Regions from separate parts of the Mus musculus genome. Here all the other regions are linked to region 1. The links are chromatin contacts, called in public HiChIP or PLAC-seq and promoter capture Hi-C maps. All regions are on one chromosome and are shown on one strand. Each heading gives the region's core, a stretch centred on a gene start, on an enhancer-like site or on the middle of the called end of the contact. The rest is flanking DNA. Distances are from core to core; before and after follow the strand shown. Region 1 holds the start of Ttc4 (tetratricopeptide repeat domain 4). Region 2 overlaps Tceanc2 (transcription elongation factor A (SII) N-terminal and central domain containing 2). Region 3 overlaps Cyb5rl (cytochrome b5 reductase-like). Region 4 holds the start of Cyb5rl (cytochrome b5 reductase-like).

What was found. Promoter capture Hi-C pulls out the DNA fragments that hold promoters and counts their contacts. HiChIP or PLAC-seq counts read pairs in DNA pulled down with a chosen protein or histone mark.
Region 2: an H3K4me3 HiChIP or PLAC-seq map of bone marrow-derived macrophages shows a contact between it and region 1, with 3 times the contacts expected there. The contact joins the enhancer-like site here to the promoter of Ttc4 in region 1. A contact is called at or near these places in 8 of 39 promoter capture datasets (the 3T3-L1 cell line, the C10 cell line, cranial neural crest and 4 more), 4 of 115 datasets of contacts at active chromatin or transcription factors (astrocytes, bone marrow-derived macrophages, embryonic basal ganglia and 1 more) and 2 of 9 other capture datasets (embryonic stem cells and macrophages).
Region 3: a promoter capture Hi-C map of cranial neural crest shows a contact between it and region 1. The contact joins the enhancer-like site here to the promoter of Ttc4 in region 1. A contact is called at or near these places in 9 of 39 promoter capture datasets (the 3T3-L1 cell line, cranial neural crest, embryonic stem cells and 4 more) and 3 of 9 other capture datasets (embryonic stem cells, liver and pancreatic islet).
Region 4: a contact with region 1 is called in a promoter capture Hi-C map of erythroid cells, with 5 times the contacts expected there. The contact joins the promoter of Cyb5rl here to the promoter of Ttc4 in region 1. A contact is called at or near these places in 16 of 39 promoter capture datasets (the 3T3-L1 cell line, the C10 cell line, the HPC-7 cell line and 10 more), 1 of 115 datasets of contacts at active chromatin or transcription factors (bone marrow-derived macrophages) and 3 of 9 other capture datasets (adipose tissue, liver and pancreatic islet).

Annotation. Positions count from the first base shown.
Region 1 is chr4:106,675,999-106,682,100 of GRCm38.p6, reverse strand. It overlaps Ttc4 (tetratricopeptide repeat domain 4), which reads left to right and starts at 3,157. Exons shown (of 10, transcript NM_028209.2): 1 at 3,157-3,348; 2 at 3,799-3,916; 3 at 5,342-5,503. The coding sequence starts at 3,238. Mroh7 (maestro heat-like repeat family member 7) reads left to right here. Exons shown (of 24, transcript NM_001126487.1): 23 at 179-241; 24 at 1,219-1,684. The coding sequence ends at 1,463.
Region 2 is chr4:107,136,757-107,142,858 of GRCm38.p6, reverse strand. Tceanc2 (transcription elongation factor A (SII) N-terminal and central domain containing 2) reads left to right here. Exons shown (of 5, transcript NM_025617.2): 5 at 3,060-6,102. The coding sequence ends at 3,248. Among named protein-coding and RNA genes, the nearest start is that of Tceanc2, 39 kb to the left of the region's middle. Within about 2 kb of position 2,493, at least 44 of the 459 cell types and tissues checked have an H3K27ac peak or open chromatin away from gene starts, as enhancers often do. A contact at or near this core is called in bone marrow-derived macrophages, where this site is marked.
Region 3 is chr4:107,081,119-107,087,220 of GRCm38.p6, reverse strand. It overlaps Cyb5rl (cytochrome b5 reductase-like), which reads right to left. Exons shown (of 7, transcript NM_001346552.2): 7 at 1-3,094. The coding sequence ends at 2,891. Among named protein-coding and RNA genes, the nearest start is that of Cdcp2, 13 kb to the left of the region's middle. Within about 2 kb of position 2,665, at least 94 of the 459 cell types and tissues checked have an H3K27ac peak or open chromatin away from gene starts, as enhancers often do. A contact at or near this core is called in hippocampal neurons and pancreatic islet, where this site is marked.
Region 4 is chr4:107,064,745-107,070,846 of GRCm38.p6, reverse strand. Cyb5rl (cytochrome b5 reductase-like) reads right to left here and starts at 3,853. Exons shown (of 7, transcript NM_001346552.2): 1 at 3,802-3,853; 2 at 2,024-2,235. The coding sequence starts at 2,224. Mrpl37 (mitochondrial ribosomal protein L37) reads left to right here and starts at 3,981. Exons shown (of 7, transcript NM_025500.2): 1 at 3,981-4,397; 2 at 6,077-6,102. The coding sequence starts at 4,052.

The DNA of each region.
Region 1 (6,102 bases), core at 1,908-4,407:
TTACTCCTGCCTGCTGGACCAAGACCTTTCTGGGCCTCCCGTTGAGAGTCATGATGAAGCCTGCCTTTCAGGCCCTCGTTTATGGGGCTGGAAGACGGCAGGCAGAGTCTCTGAGGTCATCTGGTCCAAGGGTGGGAGGAGCAGGTACCAAGGTGCCTTCACCTCTTGGATTATCCAGGGTCCCTGGTCCCCTGCATGGAGAACATGATGACAGAAGAGCGGCTGAATGAAGTGAAAGCTAGTAAGTCATCCTGGGTTGGGGGGATGCTGAGGGAGGGGGGATGCTGAGGGAGTGGGGGAATGCTGAGGGAGGGGGGATGCTGAGGGAGTGGGGGGATGCTGAGGGGGTGGGTGGATGCTGAGGGAGTGGGGGGGATGCTGAGGGAGTAGGGGATGCTGAGGGAGGGGGGATGCTGAGGGAGGGGGATGCTGAGGGAGTGGGGGGATGCTGAGGGAGTGGGGGGATGCTGAGGGAGTGGGGGGATGCTGAAGGAGTGGGGGATGCTGAGGGAGTAGGGGGATGCTGAGGGAGTGGGAATGCTGAGGGAGTGGGGATGCTGAGGGAGGGGGATGCTGAGGGAGTGGGGGGATGCTGAGGGAGTGGGGGGATGCTGAAGGAGTGGGGGATGCTGAGGGAGTAGGGGGATGCTGAGGGAGTGGGAATGCTGAGGGAGTGGGGATGCTGAGGGAGGGGGATGCTGAGGGAGTGGGGGGATGCTGAGGGAGTGGGGGGATGCTGAGGGAGTGGGGGGGATGTGAGAACCACAGTGGGTAACAGGAAAAGAATTGCTGTGTGTCAGGGCAAGGGTCTTCAGCTCACATCTGCTGTGCTAAGGCTTATCTACAGTGAGTGTAATGTTAACTACTATGGGGGTGATGTCACCCAGAGGCAAAATGCACAGCACCCTGGGGAGCTTGTAGCTTCATTAAGCAAATGAGGCTCAAAATCAAGGGCCAAAACCACTTAGTGCAGGGTGTGTGGTTTAAATGCTTAAGAGAGCACACTTTCACTTTGCAACCGAGACAGCTGATGGGAGGTAGGCTGGGGAAATCTAGGAAGGCTTCCTATACGAGGTGGAATTTTCATACAGGCTTTGAAAGATGTGACAATCTGAAGGTTTGGGAAGATGCTGCAGAAGGGTGTCTAAGCTAAGGCTAGGAGGTGGGAAGAAAGGATGAGTTCTGTCTAAACAATCGCTTCCTCTTCCTCCAACCCAGCTCTGGAGATCTTGAGACACGACCCAGAAGCCTCCGTGTGTATCTGCGCTGCCCAGGCCCAGGATCAAATTATGGCCACTTGCTGGCGGAACTCTTGGCCACTGCTGTATGGGGATTCATGGGTGTGTGACCCATCCAGTATGCACCGCTGGAGCCCCAGCTGTGAGAACCTGCCCACCTCCCACCAACGGCGCTCCTGGATCATGCAGGCATTGGCCTCCTGGAAGATGTCTCTGAAGCAGTGACATAAGCCCCAGCCAGGTCCCTGTAAACGCTATGTGGTCAACCTTTCCATCCAGATGGCTTCCTCACGAGAGTTCCCCCAGTCCCTGTGGAGCCCCCGTGGAGCCCCCCTGGAGCCCCCGTGGAACCCCCGTGGAGCCCCCGTAGAGCCCCTGCGGAGCCCTCACTCTGACAAGTCTGAGAAAAGAGCATGGCCCCCTTGTGCTGATTCACTTCACATTTACAGATGCGTGCGGTCTGTTTTGTTCACTTTATATAACGGGAGACTGAGGCTCAGAGTAGTTAAGTGCGTTGACCAAAGCCACTCAGGGGGTCACCTGGACATCTCAGTTTTCCCTTCCCTGGTGATAAGAGCAGAAGGGTGATGATTTGGGTGGCTCTTGGGGAAAGGGAGTGAGGCGACTTCCCACCTATGACGTCATGCATATTCGGGAACCCTGGTCGCCGAGTCTCACCCTTGACTCGTCATCCGGTTTGCCTAACACTAATGCAAAAATATCCAGAGACATATTTGGTGTTGCCACCTGACAGTGTCAATGTTACTAACAGCTGTTGGGTAAAGAGCGGGTGTCAGGCACACTGTTAAATGCCTTACAGGACATTACAGGCAGGACAGCCCCCACATCCAAATGGTTCCCGGGTTGAAATTTTTCAGAGATGAGCTCAGCGGGAAGCATGGGGACTGTGGTATCCAGAGGTTGTGTGTGTCCGCTGGAATGACTTGCCAGACAAGAGACTTCTCAAGGAGGTTTGGAAAGATGACCACATCTGGTCATCTGTGGGTGCAAAGGTACCCTCAGGTACATGGGACCCTCTTCAAAGTCCCAGTGAGAGGGAACCTGGAAAAAGAGGAGAGATGCAAGGGCCAGGTCCTAAGGCCATGGAGACTGCTGAGGAGGTAGGGGCAGTGGGGAGGCATGGTGGGGGTGCTGAGAAGAGAGATATATGAGCAGATGTCAACTTCAGAAAACTCTTCGTGGGATGTAGGGACCCCGGGGCAAGGCTGGTGGGGCGAAAGATCAATGCAGCTGTACTGAACAAGAACCTGTTACTAGTCAGTAGTGGTGAATGTGTCAATAATCACAGCCCAAGGATTCTACCTGTGGGCATACATCTCGGGGTAATTTTCCCATGGGCCTATGGGGGTATCTGTGAAGACCTCTGTTGTTGTAGTATCCATGAGGTGAGCAGGCAGGCTGGGCACCCATCCTTGTAGGGTAAGCCACATGGAGTTTCACATGTAGTTATAGGTTGTAGGGGTGTATGGGGACCTCAAACCTTGTGCTGCGTGAAGAAAAAAAAAGTATTTGTATGCTCAAAAGTTTTGTTTTGTTTGAAATAGGGTCTTGCTATATAGTCTAGACTGGTCTTGAACTTATGGTTCTCCTATTAAACCTAAGTGCTAGGATTACAGACAAATATCATGTGGCCTGGCTACGAAGTCATCTTTTGAGAACATTTATAGAAAAGACATAAAAGCATCAGGGTTGGAGAGTGGAGATGAAGAGTTTAGATACAAAAGGGAGTTAACCTAACCACGCCCCAAAGCGAGGAGACTAGAGGCCAGGCAAACTCTGCAATGGATGGGTGGGGCTGGGCGAGAGGGAAAGCGCGGAGTCAGGCCACACCTCCAGGCAGGCCACGCCCCCAGGCCGGCGGAACCCGAGAGGCATAGCCTCGCGCAGCCCGGACTGCAAAAGGAAGGGCATCCCTGCCGCCGGAAGGAGCGGCGCGTTTCTTGGTCCCGGGACTGAAGCGCCGAAGTTGCGAGCTGCCATGGAGAGTTCTGAGCCTGAGCCTACAGAGGACGCTTCCATGGACGCGTTCCTGGAAAAGTTTCAGAGCCAGCCTTACCGCGGCGGCTTCCGCGAGGATCAGTGGGAGGAGGTGGGCGGCGCCGGGGGCTTCTGGGGTAGGAGCTTGGTCCTCGAGGCTTGGTCACTGGTAGAAACCGTCCGCCTCGAGGTTTTGCGTATAAGTTGACTGCGTTTAAGACCACGGGGGTTTTGCAGGCAGTCCTGTCACACACCACCACCAGGCTCTACTACCAGGGGTCCCTTAGTTGTTTTACTGCAGCACCCAGGTTAGGGTAAACTTGAAAGGAGATGGTGAAGGTGGTCAGGAACGCGACAGCGCCTAGTTGAAGGTGATTGCTACCACCCATGGAGAGCGTTGGAAATCAGGATCCCACATTTAACACCTGAGAAACTGGATGTCTAGCTCCAGCCAATCCTTAGGATTTGCATATCATGCTCAGCGAGGAAAAAACTTTATGATGTCGTGTCCTGGGATTGGATCTAATCAGTAGACAACGCTAATTGTTCTTTTAAATTCTAGGAATTTGACAAGATTCCCCTATTTATGAAAAAAGCGCCATCAGAAATTGACCCCGAGGAGTTTCCTGACTTGGCCTGCCTCCAGTCGATGATTTTTGATGATGATCGATATCCAGAAGGTATCTTACTGTCACCCAGCACTTCTTTTGTGTCCTTGTTGAGTTGAGCGAAAGTATTATGGCTAACATGTCAGTGTTGACTCCACACATTCTCCTTTGGATGCCTTCTAAGTAAATGTGTACAGTTCCAAGCCCCAGAGGCCTGACTTGGATGAAAAGCCTGATTGCCCTAACAAATCAGGAAGGGTGTGTGATGAGTGCCACGAGGTCCACCACTACTGTAGTACCAGAGAGAGGAGGGGGATTGCTTTTCAGTGAATGACACAATGTAAGAAAAGGAGCAGTGTAATTTTCTCAATAGAAATTAAAGTCCTTCAAAAACTGAGATAAATGTGTGTGTGTGTATGTGTATCTGGAAATTGAACCCAGAATCTCACATATGCTGGGTAAGTGAGCTATATCCCCCCTTCGTAAAACTGTTTGTGTGTGTGTATACGTGTGTACATACTTACAGAGATCAGTGGCTAGCCTTGTGAGGTGGATTCTTTCTTACCATTTCACATGTTCCTCAGGTCAAGCTCAGGTTGTCAAGCTTAGGGGCCAGTGCCTTTACCTGTTTAGCCATTTCTCTAGACCATCTTTAATTCCCCTTTTTAAAACAGCACTTATAGCTGGATGGTGGCCATGCATGCCTTTGACCCCAGGCAGGCAGGCAGGCAGGCAGGCAGGCAGGCAAGCAGGCAAGCAGGCAGGCAGATCTCTGAGTGCAAGGCCAGCCTGGTATACAGAGCGATTTCCAAGACAGCCAGGGCTACAGAGAAACCCTGTCTCAAAAACAAACAAACAAACAAACAAACATATAAACACCAACCAAAAACCAAACCAAACCAGAAATTAAAAAGCACTTAGTAACATTACCTCATAATTTTTTGGAAGTGGTTATGGCATTAAGTTTGCATGGCCTTGTGTTCTATATTGATGCCAATTTTATCATACCATTAATTTGGATTTTTCTTCCTCTGTCAGTTCCATCTCTTTGCTTTATTGTGTATGTGTTAGTCTTTGTTTTGCTGTGCTAGAAGACTGACCAAAATGAATGTGGGGAAGAGAGGGTTTATTTAGGTTCTAGCCCGTCCCTCACTGAAGGATGTGAACTCAAGCGGGAACTGAGAGGCAGGAGCTGTGACAGAGACTGTGGAGTGCTGCTTACTGGGTTGCTCTCCTTGCACTGCTCAGCTAGTTTTTTATATAACCCAGGAACACCTGCCCAGGAGTCGTACTGCCCACAGTGGGATGGGCCCTCCTGTGTCAATCATTAATCAAAATGGAGGCAGTTTTTGTTTGAGGCTCCCTCTTCCCGGATGACTTTAGCTTGTGTCAAGCTGACAAAACCTAACCTGTGCAATATTACATTACTGCATGATAGAGGTTTCCAGTGAGCTTTCTAAAAGGTATGACACGCTGCTTCCTTCCTCTTCTTTGCAGAGCAAGCCAAGACCTATAAAGATGAGGGCAATGACTACTTTAAAGAAAAAGACTATAAGAAAGCTGTGCTTTCATACAGTGAAGGGTTGAAGAAGAAGTGTGCAGACCCTGATTTGAATGCTGTCCTGTATACCAACCGGGCAGCAGCACAGTACTATCTCGGTATGTAATCATGGCTCAGTTAGCTCTCTTGTATGTGTGTGCATGTGTGCGTGCGCAAACGTGTATGCACACACATGCGTGCAGGGTAGAGGTTAACCTGTCATTCTCAGGAGCCATCTACCTTGTTTTTAGAGGCAGTCTCTCATTGGCCTGGAGCTTTCTGAGGAAGTTAAGCGGGCTGGCCAACAAGCCCTGAGAATCCATTTGCCTCTACTCCTCCCAAGCATATGGTGTTACAACTAGCATTTTATGTAGGGACTAGGGGTTGAATCAGGTCCTCATGCGTGTACAACAAGCACCTCTGGGAGGCAGAGGCAAGCGGATCTAGGAAATTTCTTAAATTGGTCCCTTTCTTAATTCTTTGTGCTCTTTTCTATTGTTTGGAGATTGTGGCTGCTGGTGCTCTCAGTACCGAGTGAGAGAATGGCTTAGTTCTTCCTTACTGAACCACCACTGTGCTCAGGGGCTCCAGTCCAGACATTGTGGTTTTGTGTCTGCCTGAAATAAACCCCGAGTCCCCCACCAGCTTGGCGGTGCTGGCTTCTGTCAGTAGTGGAGGGTAAGGCGGCGGCTGGAAGTCTGATGGCCTTGCAGTCTGC
Region 2 (6,102 bases), core at 1,244-3,743, 460 kb before region 1:
GGTTCCCTCGTCCTAGATGACTCCAGCTTGTGTCAAACCCACAAAGAACCAACCAGCACAGAGACCATGATCTCTGTTACAAAGACAGGATCTGGTGACTGCACCCAGTAACTGCCTCAGGTTTGGTTGGGGGGTGTGGTGGGTCTTGTTCCCATTCCCACCCAGTCAGCAGATACACCTCACAGAAAGATCCCTCTTTCTCAGGGTCCCAAAGAGACTCAGAAGCACCCGTCTGTCACCTAAAGCACCAAGTTAGGACCCGCTGGAACAGAATCAACACTGAACGGGTTTGGATCAGTCAAAAGTAGCTTTCATTCATGCAGGGAAGCTATCTAAACAGCGGGGCTTTGTATGTGGCACTTTGTATGCATCTCTGTCTTTACTCCGACTGCCCTGGACTTAGCAGGAAGCATGAGAACTCCTAGGTGCGCCTGTTGTCCGTTACACTCCAGCACAGCCCTGGCCATGCTGCCCCAGGTCCACCCTTTGCTTTGTTTGCTTATATTTGACATGATCTTCCTCTAAAGCTCAGGCTAGTCTTGAACTGGCTTGTCTTGCCTTGGTCTCCTAAGAGTTAGGATATACACCACTGTGCCTGGCGCTCATGCCCTGTGGTTATCTATGATGCCCTACGTTATCTATATATGTTACATAGCCTCTCTTCTCTTGCTCTCTGATGGTGGTGGTGGTATTTTCTAGACAGGGGTTTCTCTGTGTAGCCTTGGCTGTCTTGGAACTCACTGTGTAGACCAGGCTGGTGGCCTCAAACTCAGAGATCTGCTTACCTCTGCCTCCTGAGTGCTGGGATCAAAGGCACTACCGCCATGATGTCTGAGAACGTGCCATCTTTCTATGCTGTGAGTGTCCAGAGGAGAATAGGATCTTTTGCGCTGGATCCCCCAGATCAGACCTGAGAGAGTAGTGACTGCTGAATGGTGCATATATGAGGGTCCAGCTATCTGAATGTCAAAGCTATCTGAATGTGCGTGTGTGTGTGTGTGTGTGTGTGTGTGTGTGTGTACTTCATTCCCATGGCATGGCTGTGACCTGTTGTGGAAACAGAAGCATGCCCTCTTCCTTTGATAACCACGCCCCCTTTTTATAAAAGCTTCCTTGCACATGAAGCTAAGCAAACCTTAGCATTTGGTAACTAATGGATTTCATCCTGGGTGATAGAAGGAAGACGGGCGTGCAAGCCAGTAAGCAGCACTCCTCCATGGTCTCTGCACCAGCTTCTGCCTCCAGGTTCCTGACTTCCTTTGATGATGAGCAATGATGTGGAAGCCTAAGCCAAATAAACGCTTTCCTCGTCCAAGTTGCTTTGGTCTCGGTGTTTGTCACAGCAATAGAAACTCTTACTGAGCCGGGTGTCGTGGCCACACTAAGTGCCTAAGAAGGGCTGAAGAGAGAGAAATGAACTGGTCTGGGCTGTGACTACAACTCAGTGCTGGAGCCTGTGCCTAGCACGTGTAAGGTTCCCAGTTCAGTGTCCAGCACCAGTCAGTACATAAGTAAATAGGATTCCAATTTGGAAGGATGTTTTACCAGGGGAACTGCAGTGTATTGTGACAGTGATCAAGGAACGCTGAGGACATTGTTGCAGCCTAAAGAACTCTCAGTCTTTGCACTAAGGTTTTTTTATTTTCCCTGTGTGTGTGTGTGTGTGTGTGTGTGTGTGTGTGTGTGTGTGTGTGTGTGTTGGAGTAGGGGTTGCTTAAACTTGACATACCAACATAGCAGAGTGTCTTGGTTAGGATTACTGTTGCTGTGATGAAACACCCTGAATTACAGTTCACTTAGGGAAGCCAAGGCAAGAATTCAAGCAGGGCAGGAACCCAGAGGCAGGAGACACAGAGGCCATGGAGGGGTGCTGCTTACTGGCTTGCCTCCCCTGGCTTGTTCACCCTGCTTTCTTACAGAACCTAGGACCACCAACCCAGAGTGGTACTACCCACAGTGGACTAGGCCTTACCACAAAATAAGAAAATGCTCTACAGCCAGGTGTGGTGGCATATGCCTTTCTTTAATCCCAGCATTTGGGAGGCAGAGGCAGAGGAAGGCAGATCTGAGTGTGAGCCCAGCCTGGTCTACAGAATGAGTTCCAGGACAGCCAGAGCTACACAGAGAAACCCTTTCTTTAAAAAACAAAAAAGGAGGGAGGGAGGAAGGGAGGGCGGGAGAGAGACAGGCAGGCAGGCAGGCAGGCAGGCAGGCCATACGGACTTGCCTGCAGCCTGACCTTCCGCAGACATTTTCAGTTAAAGCTCCCTCCTTCAGATGACTACCTGGTGTTAAATTGACATAAACCAGCAGAGTGATTCCTAGGGAAAGGCAGCCCTGGCTACTAGGAGGTGGGCCTGGAAAAGTGGGCTTGGTTGGAAGTCCCTGACCAGCCACAGAGGCTGCCCTTGATTAGGTCTATGACCTCGGCCTGGCCTGGACCTGGGGCAGATCACCCGCACTGTTAGAGACCCTGTCCGGTTGGCTTCCCCATCCAGACTCAGCCAAGGAGTGTCTCTGCTGAAGGGAAGAATGCTTGAACTCTGGAGTCAGGCTGTGTCCAGCCCTGCCCCTTCAGTTGTGAAACTCCTCCTCAGATGTAAAACGTGATAATCAGTTACGAATATTAAACATGAGCATGATTTATAAACTGCTCTGTAAGCATCCCAGGGTCCAGACCAGCACATCTAAGATGTTATATGAAGTTAAAAGGCACGTTTAAAACAAAGAGGTACGCATCGTCACTCTGATTTATTATCCTTGGGCCCCCGCTTCCTGGTTGGTAAAGCACAGGGCCTGGTGCCGGTTTCCTGTTATAATGGCAAATATTACCACCCGGCAGGGGCTGTGAATGAGGTCCCTGTCACAAAGCACATGGCCTTGTTCCTTAATTGCCAGGGTGGAATTAATTTGCTCTTCCTGTTTCTCTTGTGACAGGAAGTAGATGTCCTTGAATTTCAGTTGATTAATGGAAGCCCCAGAGCAGAGAGCGCCAGCCTCTCTTGCTTTAATCCTTATGCAACGCAAGGCCCTAATTTGATAATTTTGCTGTTTTTCAGATGGATCACCTACTGGTTGAAAATATTGAGCGGGAAACGTTTCATCTCTGCTCCCGGCTCATTAACGGGCCCTACCGGAGGACGGTACGCGCTCTGGTCTTCACATTAAAGCACCGAGCTGAGATCCGGGAGCAGGTGAAGAGCGGAGCGCTGCCGGTCGGCACGTTTGTACAGACCCACAAAAAGTGACCCGGGGACGGGCCCAGCACCGGGCCTCGCGCCACCATTCAAAGCCTCTTTTGAGTTTGGGTGATGCGGATGTTGGCTGTGCTGGATATTCCCATGGTGCCATTCCTTCAGACAGAACGTGGGGAGCCCTGGGAGATAGGCCTGTGGGGGCGGCTTCATTAGCTGCCTTGCGCTGGCGCTGCCTGACGGGATGAACGGGGCTGTCACTGGGAAGTGCCATCCAGTCACCATCACCCAGCACAATGGAAGGGTGACAGGTTTCACTGTGAGCTTGCCAAGGACACCTCTAAACTCCCCCATGTCAGCAGATGAAGTTACCACTTTATTTCGCCACCCTGCAGGTAACTGAAACTCAATTACCGCTGCTCCTCACGCGGTTCCAGCCCCCTGAGTTTAGACAGCTCCGAAGCCTCTCAGAACTCCCGTCTGCTCTCTTTGCTCTACCCCAGGGGTGAGCCCACTGGAGCCTGCGACCAGCCCTGCTTGCCACCGCTCACTTATCTGAGCCTTTCAGCTCTCCCTGGAAGACCTTCGGGGAGGGGCTCCTGAGCCCCCATGCTGAGGCCTCTAATGAGGAGCTGGCCTGAAGCCTCCCTGCACCTCGGGGTTCATTTGAATACAGCCTCTGTTGAAGATGCATAATGAAATTTCTCTTGCAGTGACTTACTGCTGTAAGAAGAAAAATGCATACGTGAAGATTTTCAATGAAATACATCTACATGTGTCTGCTTGGATGATTATGTAAATGGTACTTGCTCTTTAAAAAGTAATAATAAACTGAGATGTACTAAAACAAGAGGCATAGTTTCCCCCATGAAGCATACTACAGAACTGAGCATGATGGCTCCTGCCTGTAATCCCAGCACTCAGGGGTCTGAGACAGAAGGATTGCTATGCGTTTGAGGCCACTTTGGGCTATGTAGCAAGTACCAAACCAGTTGGAGCTATATAACAAGACTCTGTCTCCAAAAGGGGGGTGGGGGCGGGGAGGAGGGGAGGAAAGAGGAGGTTGGAGCAGGAAAAGGGAAAGAGCGTGGACAGAGTAAATGGGGTAGAAAGGAGGCAGCTGGTAAAGTTCATGGTGGGATGAGAACTGGAGGGAGGCCAGGTTGGTGGCACACACCTTTTATCCTAGCACTTTGGAAGCAGAGGCAGACCAGCCTGTTCTACATAGTGAGTTCCAAGATAGCCAGGGCTACATAGTAAGATCCTGTCCCAAAACACACGCAAACACATACACAGAACCTGAAAAAGATAGCAAGGCTGGAGGAAGACTGTAAACTGGTGTGTGGAAGCAGAGAGAGGGAGAGAATGTGGGAAGGAAAGGGAAAGGGATTGTTTGCAAAGCAAGGATGGAAGGGTCAGGGAGGATGCTGTCTGCATTGCAAGTGTTCCCTGGTCTGAGATGAGTGATAGGGGGCTTGTAGTTCTTCACCCCTGCTCATTTCTCCTGCCTAGCTGGATCTGTCCAGGAGTGTTGCTTTTGCTACCCCAGGGTGGGGGGGAGGGGGAGAGGGGGCAGGTTGCTGGCTCGAGAAGGGAGGGCCACTGTTGCTCATGCAGGGAGCAGAAGCTCAACCACATGGGGTCGGGGAGGGCGGGCGCAGGGAGTGGGGACCTTGTCAGGGACCACTGAGTGGGAAGTGACCACAGTGGGCCCGGGAAGCTTCCAGCAGGAAGTGTTACAGCAGCTCTTGTATGACAGCAGCTCTCAGAAGACCCTTGGAGTAATTCTTACACCGCTGTGTTATGCCTTCTGGGTAGGGTCTTATGTAATATACATTTTGGGGTGGATTAAGGGTCTGACAGCAGATGCTTTCTATTGGCTTGGTCTGAGATGTTAGGGATGCCTCATCTGCACGTGGAAGGACTTGGGATGCTGCACCTACATGACCAATCCTCTCCATGGGGTGTCGTGGTCACATGACAGGGGAACAGGTGAAGCACTTACTGTCCTCTGGTATGAGGTGCCGGGCTTCCGAATCCACACAACCTTATCAAATTTCCTGGCACGGTCGGTCCATTGCCCCGCAGATAACCATAAGTACAGTTTCTCTTCCTTACAAATATTCTGTAGCACTTTAACCTGGTCTAGGTCTGAGAACATAGCTCACAGGAGAGCGCTTGCCTCGCTTACACGAGGCCCTGAGTTTGTTAGATCCCCAGTGCCGCAGAACAAAGAGCCTTTGCCTTATTTCCCTGTCTTCGCTGACCACTCTTCGCAGTTATTTCGCATGACTGTTGTGAGGTGGTCTTGCCACGCAGCCCACACAGGCCTGAAACTTGAGCTGCCCCTGCCTCAGCCCCTTAAATGCTGGGAGGCTTTTAAGTTAAATCTTATTTGCTGCTTTGTGTCTCTACTCTTTCTCCCCACTTGGAGAGCTTCCAGTTCCTGGAAGTAGTGTTTGAGTTTTCCTCCCTTCTGAGTCTCCAGTACCAGGAACAGAGCCCGGTGCCAGTTAGGTGTCCATAGCTGTTGACTGTATAATTGAGCAACCCGCAGTGAGAAAAGAGGAGCGGGTCTAATTAAATCAGGGATGCTTCCTGGAGGAAGGGATACCTGCATGGTTGAGGTGCTTACTCAGCAGAGAAGGCAAACTGTGGAAAGCCGCAGAAGTAGAGGGACAAGTGACAGGTCTAGCTGTCCGGGAGACAGCATGTCGGGCAAGTGTGAAGTGTGACTTTCATGTTCCTGTTGTAATTGTCCTCTCTGAGGCTTACTGCCTCTGTCTGCTAATCTACACCTGTCCTGGACACTTCTAGCCTCTGACAATCTAATCTAGGCCTAAAATGTTTTCGCTTCTGAGACTTACTGCTGAATAAGCTCACCCTTTCTTGTTCTGAGACTTGGCTG
Region 3 (6,102 bases), core at 1,416-3,915, 410 kb before region 1:
TGGCCGTCTCACACCACACAGGTACAGAGTGTTTACCTGGACCTCCAGGTGTGCTCACGTGTCATGTAACCGTTACAACAACGCATGTTGGAACTTGTGCCCCCTTACATGATCTTGGTGGCTCAGAGGCTGTTTCGGTCTCTAATCTGGGGTAACTACAGTGGCATGACTTCCTGCTGTGGAAGAGTCCTGCCACCTGCAAAGCACTCGGAAGTTCTGCTATGCCTCAGGTTGTCTACCTCCAGGAGGTGCTGAGCACCCTGTGTGATGGGAACACGGTGGCTGGGTGAGGCCACGCAGGCTCGGGCTATGGTTCCAGACTGAACAGAGGGGCAGTACCTGAATAACTTGAGGTGCTAATTTGTCTCGCTCACAGAGAAGTGAGCTCTTTGTTGGTCTTCTGAGGCCTTCCGGTCATGCTCAGGTCCTGACTGTCCCCCTGCCATTGCACTATCACATAATGGCAGTGCTCAGGGGAAACTCCATCCCAACAGCCTACAGAGAGCCAGGTATTATCATGAGGAACTGACCAGCTGACAGGGCCCACCCACCAAGTGGGACGACCTCATGAATCCCAATTAGTCCTATTTTACACTCACCTATACCTTGCCAGGCACAGCAACCACTATTTTGTGAGCTCTTGAGTTCCCAGGTGACAGGAGATTGGCATCCTGGCATTTCAGACACATTTGTGCCCTTGCCAATATTCAGGATAACCAATCCCACTAGTAGCCAGGCTGCTCAGCTTCTACACTGAGGGAGGTGAAGAGGAAGGCAACCCACCCAGGACAGGGGATGTCAGTTGCCTCTGAGTGGCCTAATCTGTCTAGGCATCAAATACCTAAAATGGTACAGAGAGAGGCCTAGGGGAATTGCCCTAGGCTTCTCCCCTTAAGCGGGTCCTCCCTGACCCTGTAAGGAATGAGTATAAGCATTGCTTTTGAAGCTTCTATGGTCGGGGTTGGGGAGTGTCCCTGTCTTTCCTACAGGCTCAAGCCCTGCTCACCACTCTCTTGCACTGTGAACACCATTTCTCTAATATTCACCCCTTTCAGAGGTATGCTAGCTAATCCTTGCCTTGGCTGGAGCTCTCCAGTGGAAAGGCTGTGCCTAGCACGTTGCTGCTATTTCCTTGGACAGTTGAGCTTCAAGTCCCCCAGGGGCATCCATGAAGACTGCCACTAAGACCCACCAAGGCACACTGGTGAAGTTCTCAGAGGCCGGGATAGATGACATGTGTCTTGCCCCAAGTCACAGGCTGGGCAAGGAGAGCCCATGCACCCTGTTTGGGAGCTCTGGCTCTCAGTTTTGTCACACTGTTCTGAGCCTGAGACTCTAAAGAACAACGACCCCGAGGCTGAGGACCTGGGCCAGACAAAACAAAGTGTCCTGACCAATGTTCATGCAGCTTTAATTTGCCCACTTGGTTCTGAGAAGTCACACCTAATGAATGCCCTGTAGAACCCCGACAGAGGTCCCAAGCCCCTGGGGTGCAACATGCAGGCTTCCCATCACCCAGCTGTTCCCCATGGCTATGCAGTGAACAGGGGTTTCTTTGTTGTGATTTTTCAGGGTGGGGTAGAAAAGGCAATTTTGACAAAAATTCCTCTATGCCCCATGAAGATGAGGTTAAAAACAGACCTCTGTGATTGAAGGGGACCTGGGGATCCCTCCAGCCACCTTTACTGCTGCCATCCAGGCAAGGTTCCCCAGTGGCCTGTGGAGCACAGTTTGAAAAGCATGGTGTACAACCACAGGTGTGTGTGTGTGTGTGTGTGTGTGGGGGGGGTGATGGGGAGCTTGTAGGGAGGGCTGTCTCAGACTCACCTTGGGTGAGTCACTCATGGGCCTTGGTTCACCCATTTGTACACTGAGTCTGCTGGACAGGGTTCTCTGGCATCTGAGCTCTGCTATGGGGGTTGGGGGAGGTGAGGAGAGTGCAACTCCATAGTTATAAATGCCTAATCCTAAAGGCTCCTGGCTCCCAGCTTCTAACATTCCACTGCTGAGCATCAGAAGTCTGGGACTGCCTGTATCTGGCCTGTGCTGGCGCAGCACACTGGGGCCCAGGCTGTGGAAAGCAGAATTCATTAAGTCAACATGATGCCCAGGGGCAGTGAGCTCCCTGGAGAGGGCATGCCCCGTTCAGGATAGAGGAGGTGGAGGTGGGGGCTGGGTGGACCTGGATCAGCAGCCACTCAGTGGGCAGAGCTGGGAGAGGGACCCAGGTCTCCTGACTCCTGCTCTATCTTTAGATCTCCATAGCAACCGTCGCCAGGGCACCGAGAGCTGAAGGCACGGGCTATGTGGCTGCCTGCAGGAGGGAGGGGCATTTGCCTCTGTTCCTCTTCTTTTGTGGGAAAAGGACTCTGAGCTGGCCTCCTGAGCCAGGAAAGAAACTGAGCGTGAGGCTGATCATGGCAGGAAAGACTTGTCATGGATACAGAGATGATTCAGGGCAGTGCCTTGATCTGAGAACATGGTCAGGTCTTAGACTCCAGGCCTTCAGCAAGTCAGGTCCACCCCACAGGAGGCACAGAAGTTAAGGTCCTCCCAGAGCTCTGAGCTTCCCCAAGTCATTTTCCCAGCACTGATGGGCTCTGGGAGGACAAGAGACTCCTCACCCCTTGTCCTACCCAACCCCCACCAGCCTGAGCTCAGTAGGACTCCACTTGCTTGGCTCCCTTGGAGCAGTCTTCCCTGACTCCCTGACAACTGCTGGCCTCCCTCCATACAGCAGGACGCAGCAGACAGGAAGGGAAGTTCCATGGTGATGACATTTGCCCAAGGTCTCTGGGTAAGTCAGCAGCAGGGCCAGGCCTGGACTCCATGTCTTCTGACTCTGATCTGGGCTCCTCTCTGTACCCCTGATTAAGGCCCAAGGCCAGGGCTAGAAGAGGAAGTAGGAGTCCTCAGTCAGGCCAGCAGACAGCAAACACCTAGCCATGTCCTCATTAAATGCAGGTGAGCCACAGACTAAGGTAAACGGCTTTCTCCGGCAGCAGGCCACCAGTTCAGCAACCAGCTCCTGGCCCAGGCGGCCAAAATGGGTCTTGTCACGGTAGCTCCAGGGAAGCTGTTCTGGGGAGACCTCCTGGGAAGACAGGAGAGAGCAGCGATGACTCCTGGGGGTTCCAGACGTTCACCTAGCCAGCTCTTTTCTGCCACTGCAGTACATGGGAGAAACCCTTCACCAAAAGCTGCTCCTACCTCCACGGCCACCATCATGCTGAGTTCTGAGTCTCTGAGCTAAGAGATGAAGGCCTAGCCTATGGAGAGCCATGGTCCTGCTGGCCAGAGGAAGAACACAGCCCTGGGAAGGCCAAGGAGCTCCTAGTGCCCCAGGTGCTTTCAGGCCTTGTAGCCTCACTTCAAGGCATCTGGATGACTTCCAGGTCCCCTAGGGCTGTTAAGGAGCACTCTCTGGTGACCTGGCTCTTCCTACCCTCCCCCAAACACTCTCCCATTCTCGTGGAACCTCAAGGGTAGAGCCAGGAGACCTCACTGGCCCATCTCTCCTTCCCACTTCCTAGTTCTCCCCACGCCCTTGGTTCCACTGGCCCTACGGAATTGTGCACCCCAAGATGCACCGAGTCTGGGGACTCCTCAGTGAGGCAGAGCCCTTAAACAATGGCAGGTAGGTAGGTGCTGTGACAGCAGGAGCAATAGCAGCACCCAGGGATGGACTTCCCATCGGCAGATCCAGGAAGGGTGGGTAGACACTGGGAAAGGGAGGGAACAAGCACACATGGCAGGGGACAGCAGGAACAAAGGCTAGCACAAGAAAAGCACAGCACAGTTGTACCTGCAAGCTTGCCAGTGACACCAGGACCCAGCATTGAGGAGGGAAGGCCAGGAGATGGAGCTGTCAAGGTCATGAGGCCACTGGGCTTGGGAAGTCCTGAGAACAGTAGGTGCCAGCAAAGGGCTAGGAGCAAGGCAGCGCAGGAGGACGGACAGCTGAGGAAGTAGAGGGAGTGCTGCCAGGCTCAGGCAAGGGAAAGGGGCAAGCTGTGCTGAGCGCATGTGGAGGAGTAGAGCTACCATAGTCACCCTTACTCCTGCTGTTGAGCCAGCCGGCCCATTCCCCTGCCCAACCTTCAGCATCATCAAAGCCTGGCAGGGCCGGAAGTGAACTTTCAAATAACTTTCCAGCCCCAGTCCAGGCTCAAGTGCCACCTCTTTCTTGCAGCATTCCTGAGCCCACTTGCCCTACATGCTGGCCAGCATGCATGTGTACTATCCCAATGGACTAAGACAATGGTCTCTGTGCAGGACCAGCTGAGCTGGTACCCAGCTCTATTGCTGTTACCTTGTTACCTCAGGTTCCCCATCTGCGAAAGACAGGACAGCAGTACAAACCTCATGAGACTGTAGTGGGGACTGAAGTGCTCTGAACTCAATCTCTCTCCTTCTCCCCTTCCCTCCCCGTCCCCCCTTTCTCTCTCTCTCTCTCTCTCTCTCTCTCACTCTCTCTCTCTCTCTCTCTCTCTCTCTCTCTCTCTCTCTCTCTCTCTCACACACACACACACACACACACACACACACACACGACAGGGTCTCACTTTTGTATAGCTTTGGCTAGCCTAGAACTTAGAACTTACTATGTAGACCAGGCTGACCTCAAACTCATAGAGATCTGACTGCTCTGGTCTCTCAAGTGCTGGGATTAAAGGTGTGTACCATCATGCCAACCCATTTTCTTAATTGGCAACTGATGTGGAAGGGTCTGGCTCACTGTGGTGGTGCCATCCCTGAGCAGAGAGCCCTGGACTATACAAGGAAGTAAACCAAACAAGCTGGGAGAAGCATTCCTTCATGGGCTCTGCTTTGCTTCCTGTTTTCAGGTTTCAGCTTCTGCCATGACTTCCATTCCAGATGGACTAGACGAAGGCTTGACGCAATCCTGCTCTTTCTCAAGCTGCTTCTGGTCATGGGCTTTATTATCAATAGAAGGCAACTAAGACACAGCAGAACCAGCTGTCCCTGTAGACAGGTGCGTGCCCCTAGGGCAAGGGAGTGTCTCACCTTCATTTGTGGTCCTGGCATCTCTCATGTGGTTGAGGACCGAGGGAAAGAGGGCCAGGCAGCAGCCAGGGCAAGGAGTTTGCTGGGTGCCTGTGCCCTGTTTCCCTTCCTGGACCAGGCTTTTGTAGGGCATGTGGCCTTCCCTCTTCCCCTCTGCTTCACACCAGCCTTCTGTTTTATGCCCTGCCTTAGGCACTTTCTGCTGTTGTTAATGTTCACCAAACATACCCTCCCATGTGCATTTCAAAGAGCTTTCCATCAGTGGACAGATCTGTAGACTCTGAATCTACAAAGCTCTAGAGGGGACAGCAATCCAGTTTCCTAGCCCCAGCCATTTGGTTGAGGATCATATAAGCTGTCAGAGAGTTTTCAGAATTTTCTCATAAAGGAAATTGAGGAGGGGGTATCTGCAGTATATAAAGTTGACCCTCAAGCAAAAGGAAATAGGGCAGCAGGGAACCCCAACCGAAGAAGTACAGGAAGCAGTGAGATTAGACCCCCTAGAAAGCAGACAATGGTAATGGAAGGCCTGGTCTGAGATATGCCATGCTATGGTGAGAGTTGGGGCGATGGGGACACAGAGAGCAGGACATGGGGTGGCTTAGAGCTAGAGAACTTACAGCTCGTTGAGTCTGACAGTAGCTGTTCTGCAGCTGTGTGGAGGAACAGGTGGAGGTGGCAGGGACCTCACTAAGGCACTGCCCAGCCAGTCTCCATGAAGCCCTTGCTCAGGCCCCAGCCTCATGCTGGGCCCTATGGCGTATGTGAGCCCACATTCTTAGCCGTGACGGTGTGAACAGGACTGCTGATGCTTTGACTCCACACAAGTGATCGCAGGGGATGGATGGGACACAGCTGAAGGCAGCAGCTACAAGCTCAGGAGTGTGAGGCATACAGGCCCAGTCCTGGCTCCCCCTTGGTCCAGCACCTCTGTAAGCCTGCTTCCTCCTCTGTATGATGGACTTGGGGAGGCCTACATTCCACACAGAGCAGCTGGGGTTACTAACATAGCACAGGGCACAGAGCCTACAGCCAGTTCTCAGGACAGCACAAAGGGAATGCAGTTCGTTAGGG
Region 4 (6,102 bases), core at 2,604-5,103, 390 kb before region 1:
TCAAGAGTCAGACCCAAGGAACACACTCCTAGCTCCTTTCCCTGATTTCGATGAGCGTCATCTCCTGATGTGACAGAGAGTTGGCCCTGGCTTCCTCTTGATCTACAGCATACATAGTACATGGAGTTTACTCTTCTTGTAAGCTTTCTGTAGCTCCCCACAACTGTAGGACCAAGCCCAGGCTCCTTAGCCTACATTCGAGGGTGCAGCAGACAACTACAAGCTTCATTTTATTTGCCAGAGACCAGACCTTAGGCTTTCATTCCCCCTCCCAAAGCCACCTGTCATTGCACACCTACCTCAAGGTCTTTATTGTTCATAGTGTATCCCCTGTACAAAACACCTGCTCATCCTTCAGATCTAGTCAGTTCCAGAGCTAGAGAGTTGAAAAACTGAGGGCGCCTTAGAGACGATCCAGTCTAACATCCTTGTATCACATATGGGGACGCTGAGGCCTGAAACGTCTCAGGTTTTGGATTTCAGGAGGAATGCTGGGGTAGACTGTCCTTCTGAGAACAGAGTTATTAACAGCAGAGGCAGATATTATGGCGGGAGTTCCAAAGAAGGCTCAGGCTCATGAAGCTAAGTGGGGGTTCCTCTTACAGGCTTCAGAGAGAAAAGGGAGGTCTCAGGTCTTGTAGCTGATGAGTAGGCCATGATACCCAGTGGCAGTCAGGTTGTCTGATTCCCAGGAGGCAGGAGAAGGGAGAAAGGTCCATCCCTCAGTTAACCTGCGTCCATAATATGTAGCCCTGATTAGGATCCTCAGTAAACTTCCTTTGGGGATGTGAGAATTAGAGTCACAGACAGTCACAGTATGGAGCCTGCCTGACACCTGACAGCCATCACAGAAGCTGTGAGGGTAGAGAGAGAAAGGCTGCAGCAGGTGAGCATGGCCTGAGAAGTCCCTAGTGGAAATCTAACAGTCAACCGTGAGCAGGGACTCAAATTCATGCTCATTGCCCCTAACATCCCAAGCCCTCCCTGTGTCTTCTATGGGAAGCCTTCTCTGAATACCACGGCTACCACCCAGCTTGCCTGCTTGCCTGTTGTCTCCTCACCCCCTGCCTCTGAGACAGGGTCTCATGTAGCTCAGACTGACCTCACTCCTAGTTGGCCAAGGTTGGCTTTGAGTCTTTGATTCTCCGGCCTCTAGCTTCTAAGTGCTGGGATTAAAAGAGTACGCCACCACACCCAATTTTGTGTATGCATTTCCAAAATGTAAATTACTAGGGAAATTAGTAAATTATTATTACTTCATTACAATTTAAAAGATAAAATTATTAGATTGAAATATGCTGTTTTGCGTGGCGGTGTCGCACACCTTTAATCCCAGCACTCAGAAGGCAGAGGCAGGTGGATTTCTAAGTTTGAGGCCAGCCTACAGAGGGGAGTTCCAAGATAGCCGGGGCTATACAGAGAAATCCTATCTTGAAAATCCAAAGAGAGAGAGAGAGAAAAAAAGAGCTGTTTTGTAAGACTTACCAAATTTTGTAATACCGCGTAATTTTCTGTTACCACAGGTGATTACAGAGCCACTACATACTGAACAGAACTACTGTAAAATGAACGAAGGCTTAGAAAGGGAAGAGAAAGCCATTGGGCTCCAGAGTAACAGCAACACGCCCTATTTACCTGTCTGTATCGTACCAAGTTAGTGTGCTCTTTTGAGGGCAAGGACTATGCCTTGCTCACTCACAAATCCTCATTGGCTTATAGGGCCTGGTGTATAACAGGTATTCAATGGATATCTGTTGAGTGAAATAATCATTAGGTTTGGCGTTAAACATTACAAATAACTTGGTCCATTTTATAGATGGCAAAATAAAGGCACAAGGTTAAGGGACTTAGACTATATCCACATAGCTAACAGGCTGATTTCAGGTCCTTGGATCTATTTGCTTCCATTATAAGGACTTCTTTCTCACCACTGACTAGTCAGGGAAGGCTTCCCATAGCAGGGGCACTGAGCAGGGCAGGGCGGGGCAGGGCCAGATAGATATGGCCACTCTGGACTCCTCACCTGGCTCTCAGGTGGTTGCTTCCCACTCAGCAGGCTCCTGTCATTTCTGGCTCGGGCTGTTTCCCATCTTTCCAGGTCTCGGTAGTAGAGGTCAAAAACACAGGGCGAGCAGCCACTGCCGCAGCACTGGGAGGGCAAGGGCTCCACAGGCTTCAACCGCAGCCAAGCCTCAGAATCCTCCTCCTCCTCCGTCTCAGCCATTGTCAGTGGGGCTTGGGCAATAGGGGGTGGGAGGGGGGAGGACACAAGTGAATAAGCCAGGCCTCTCTTTGCTGTCCGCCTGGGAGAAAGAAGATGTGGGGGTTGTACTCTGTTCTCTCTCTCACACTCTCCCCAAGGCCCACCAGGCTATAGGGACAGGGATGGCTTAACCAGAGGATCTGCTGTCATTTGGGGGCATGCTTACTGCTTATAACTATTGGGGTTTTGTGTGTGTGTAAATCTAAGCAGAGGCGGGGAATTTGGATTCAGAAGGCCTCTCCTACTGTGCAGGAGCTCTTTGACTTTGGTGTGTTTCTGAGGCTGGGCCACCAGTGAGAATGAAGTTGGTGTCTCACTCTTTCTGTATTCTGCCAAACACCTGGCATACAGGAAGCTCCCATGGCCTGGTGAGTGTTCGTTCCCTCTATAGTCCGGGAGCTGGGTACAGGATTTGGTGTTGTAAGGCAGAAGGCACAGGACACGGTCCCTGTCCTTGTTAAGACCTAGCACGGTGTTATACTCATCCAGTCACTCCATCTGTACTGTGCATCAGATAACTGAGTGAATGGTGCCTCTCTTTATGGCAATTACTCTTAGCATTTGGGAAGGAGATGTACTAAGACAAATGAAAATGCTTTAACTGTAAACTGCTGGGTAGTCTGAGTGTTAGTCATATTGTCCTCTGCCTCTTTTGCATTCATGGGGGTTAAATAGTCCTATTGTCTCAGTCGTTTTGGAAACTGGTAGACAAGGTGGCCACTTCATGCACAATTTTAAAGATGAAGTTCCTTCCCATCTGGGAGGCACAATCCCTGTTGCAGCCTCGCCCTGGATGCTTATCCCTACTCTTCAGGCCTTGGCTGAAAGGTCATCTCCTCTCAGAGACCTTCTCAAGTGTTCCCCTTGTCATTACCAAGCACCTTATTTGTTCTACTATGTATTCATTTGTTAACCTAAAGTGTGTGTCACGCAACTGCTCTAGAAGCCAGGGAGAGTTCACGGGCCGGTCACTAAACAATGCAACTCTGACAGTGGTCAAACAAGAGAAAAGACCTAAGGGACAGGAAGCATGTGTGTGTTGCCACCGTTCACGTCGTGCACTCATGTACTCACTCGGTGGTCCCTCAACCTATGCCCACCCGATGCTTACTTAGCACAGTCCTCACTCTGACCCCCGCAGCGAGCCTGCCAGAAGCCAGTGCACTGGACCCGCCTCCGGGAATCGGAAAACTTAGCAGCAGCAGAGCAAAAGTAACTCGCGTTCGGCGCCGGGCGAGCCGCAGTGCCAGCAGTCGGCCGCCAAGCTGGCATAGAAAGAGGTACCCGGGCCACTCGCAGGCTCTGGGAAGCCGCAGCCAGGAAAGTGTGGGCAACGCTGAGAAGGGCGGAAAGGATGGCAGTTCCAGAACTCATGAGGCGTCGGACCCGCTAAGGCATTTTAACTCCTAATTTTACAGCGAGGAGACCGGGCCCTCTCACGTTCTAAATGCCTAAGGGTCAAAGGCGTGCAAAGTACAGATCTGAGGTCCCTACGCTCCTCCGCGCCGGCCGCGAGCTCCACCACCGCGCTCACCTACCTACCAGCAAGTTTCTTCACGTGTGGCACTTCAGAAACCCCAAGCAAAGAGCACCTTCCAGGTTCCACCAATAAGGATGGGAACTGCCTGAGGGGCGGGGACAAAGCAAGCATATTCTAATTGTGATTGGGTGAAGTGTCTGTCATTCGCAAAAACCCGTCATTGCGCTCCGCCCCTTTGGCTCCCAGCAGTCCCTGCACGGGCAAAGATGGCGGCGTCCAGGTAGAGGTTTTGTAGAAACGGAGTCGGTATGGCCTTGGCGTCCGGGCCCGCTCTGCGGGCACTCGCTGGCTCTGGAAGGCTCGGCCTCGGAGGTTACGGGACTCCGAAACGTGGGGCGTATGAGTGGGGCGTGCGCTCCACGCGGAAGCCCGAGCCTCGCCCCCTGGACAGGGTGTACGAGATCCCCGGTCTGGAGCCCATTACCTACGAGGGCAAGAAGCACTTCGTCCCGTGGCTGGCGAGGCCGATCTTCCCGCCGTGGGAGCGCGGCTGGAATGACCCACGCTTCCACCGTGCCGCCCCGATCCACGAACAGACTCTGTACAAGGAAGAACCCTGCTACATCTTCCACCAGCGTTGCCGACTCCTGGAGGGTGAGGTCTCAGGACAAACGGGAGGAGACGCTGTCCCAGGCTCAGCAGTGACCCCGAGCCTGGGGAAGTTTCTTCCTCTGGAAGTAGAATAGAGTAACACCCGGCTTCCAAGAGTTGTCAGATCAAGGTGTTTGTGAAAGGGAGCAATGGAGAATGTGTGCAGAGAGGAGGGGATTTGTCTCCATGCGTGGAGAGGTGATAATAAAGCAGGTCTACAACGCTCCTTTTCTGGGGGTGTCTTTTGTTAAAATAGGCCTGGGATATGTTTTCAAAGAAAGGATTTGCACCCAAAAGTCTACCCACTTAATAACAGGTCAGAATGTCTTGAGCCTTTTCCTGAGTTGGAGGCCAGCCTAATCTACAGAGTGAATGAGTTCGAAGACAGTCAGGGCTACACAGAGAAACCCTGTGGGGAGGCGGGGGAGATACATCAATGTCTCAAAGTCATTCTGTTTCTTAAGAGGAGTGTCAGGAACTGTTTTCCAGAGTTGAACCCTCTCAGGATCAGGATGAGGATAGGGAAGATCCTAAAACCAAAAACAACTGAAGTCTGTGGGAGCAGAGATTCCAAAGGATAACTAGGAAATACAGAGACCCAACAAGGTTTGGAGCCAAATTAAGAGAATCAGTCATAAGTTTGGAAAAATCGATAGCCATAGGCCAGCCTCCTAAAAGGCCCACTTCTATGCCTGCAAGCTGATATTTTTGGCCATTAACCATTTTCTGTGAACTCAGGAGGTGCTGTGAAGGATCTCACAGACACGACCCCTTTGCATTACCCTGACAACGAATGCCTAGTGGATGGATGTGTTTCAGAAGTTAGGATTGCACCTGGAGATGGTGGTGCATGCCTTTAATCCCAGCCCTCAGGAGGCAGAAGCAGGAAGATCTCTGTGAGTTCAAGTCAGCCTGGTCTACTGAGTGAGTTCCAGGATAGCCAGGGCTACACAGAGAAACCGTGCTTTAGGAAAAAAGATCAGAAGTTAAGATTGCATTCATTGAACCAGTCTGAAAATGTATTTTCTATCCTACACTTTCTCAATGTACAGAGAGGTCTTATAAAATCCCAATAAACCCTTGTGAGATATGGCCCTGAGAAGCAGACTGGGGTTATAGAGAGACTGTGGACTTTATGGTAGACAGTCTCAGGTTCTCCTCTTACCTGTATTACCTTAAAGATAGGCAACTTGAAGCAAACTCAGTCTGTCCAAGTTTCCCCCTTCATGTCAGAATCCCATCTAACTTGTAGGTAAGTTCATGGCACAGGAGGTGACATTCAGTAAATGGCAGCTCTAAATACTTTATATTTTGTTAGGTGCTAGAGAGCCATAAAACATGGCTTGAGATTGCTAGCAGAAAAACATCACAGAGCTGGGATTTTATTTGAAGGGCTGGTATCCACTGAACTAGTCTCACAGCTTTGATTTCTCTGTGGGGAGTCAGCAGGGAACTCAGCTGTCTTGAGCATGGTTTGAACTCCTCCTGTTTTTAAGCACTCATTCCCCGTATTCTGCTCTTACCACCTGGAAGTTTCGGTTTTCAGATATCTCAAAAACAAAACCAGAGTCCCTTGAGGCAGCCTTTTCTCTGGTGCTCCCTGACAGGCATAAACATCTCTTCCTGAGCCCTCCCCTCCCCTCTCCTCTCTCTCTCTCTCTCTTCTTTTGGTTGTCCCACAGGGATGAAGCAGGCTCTCTGGCTTACT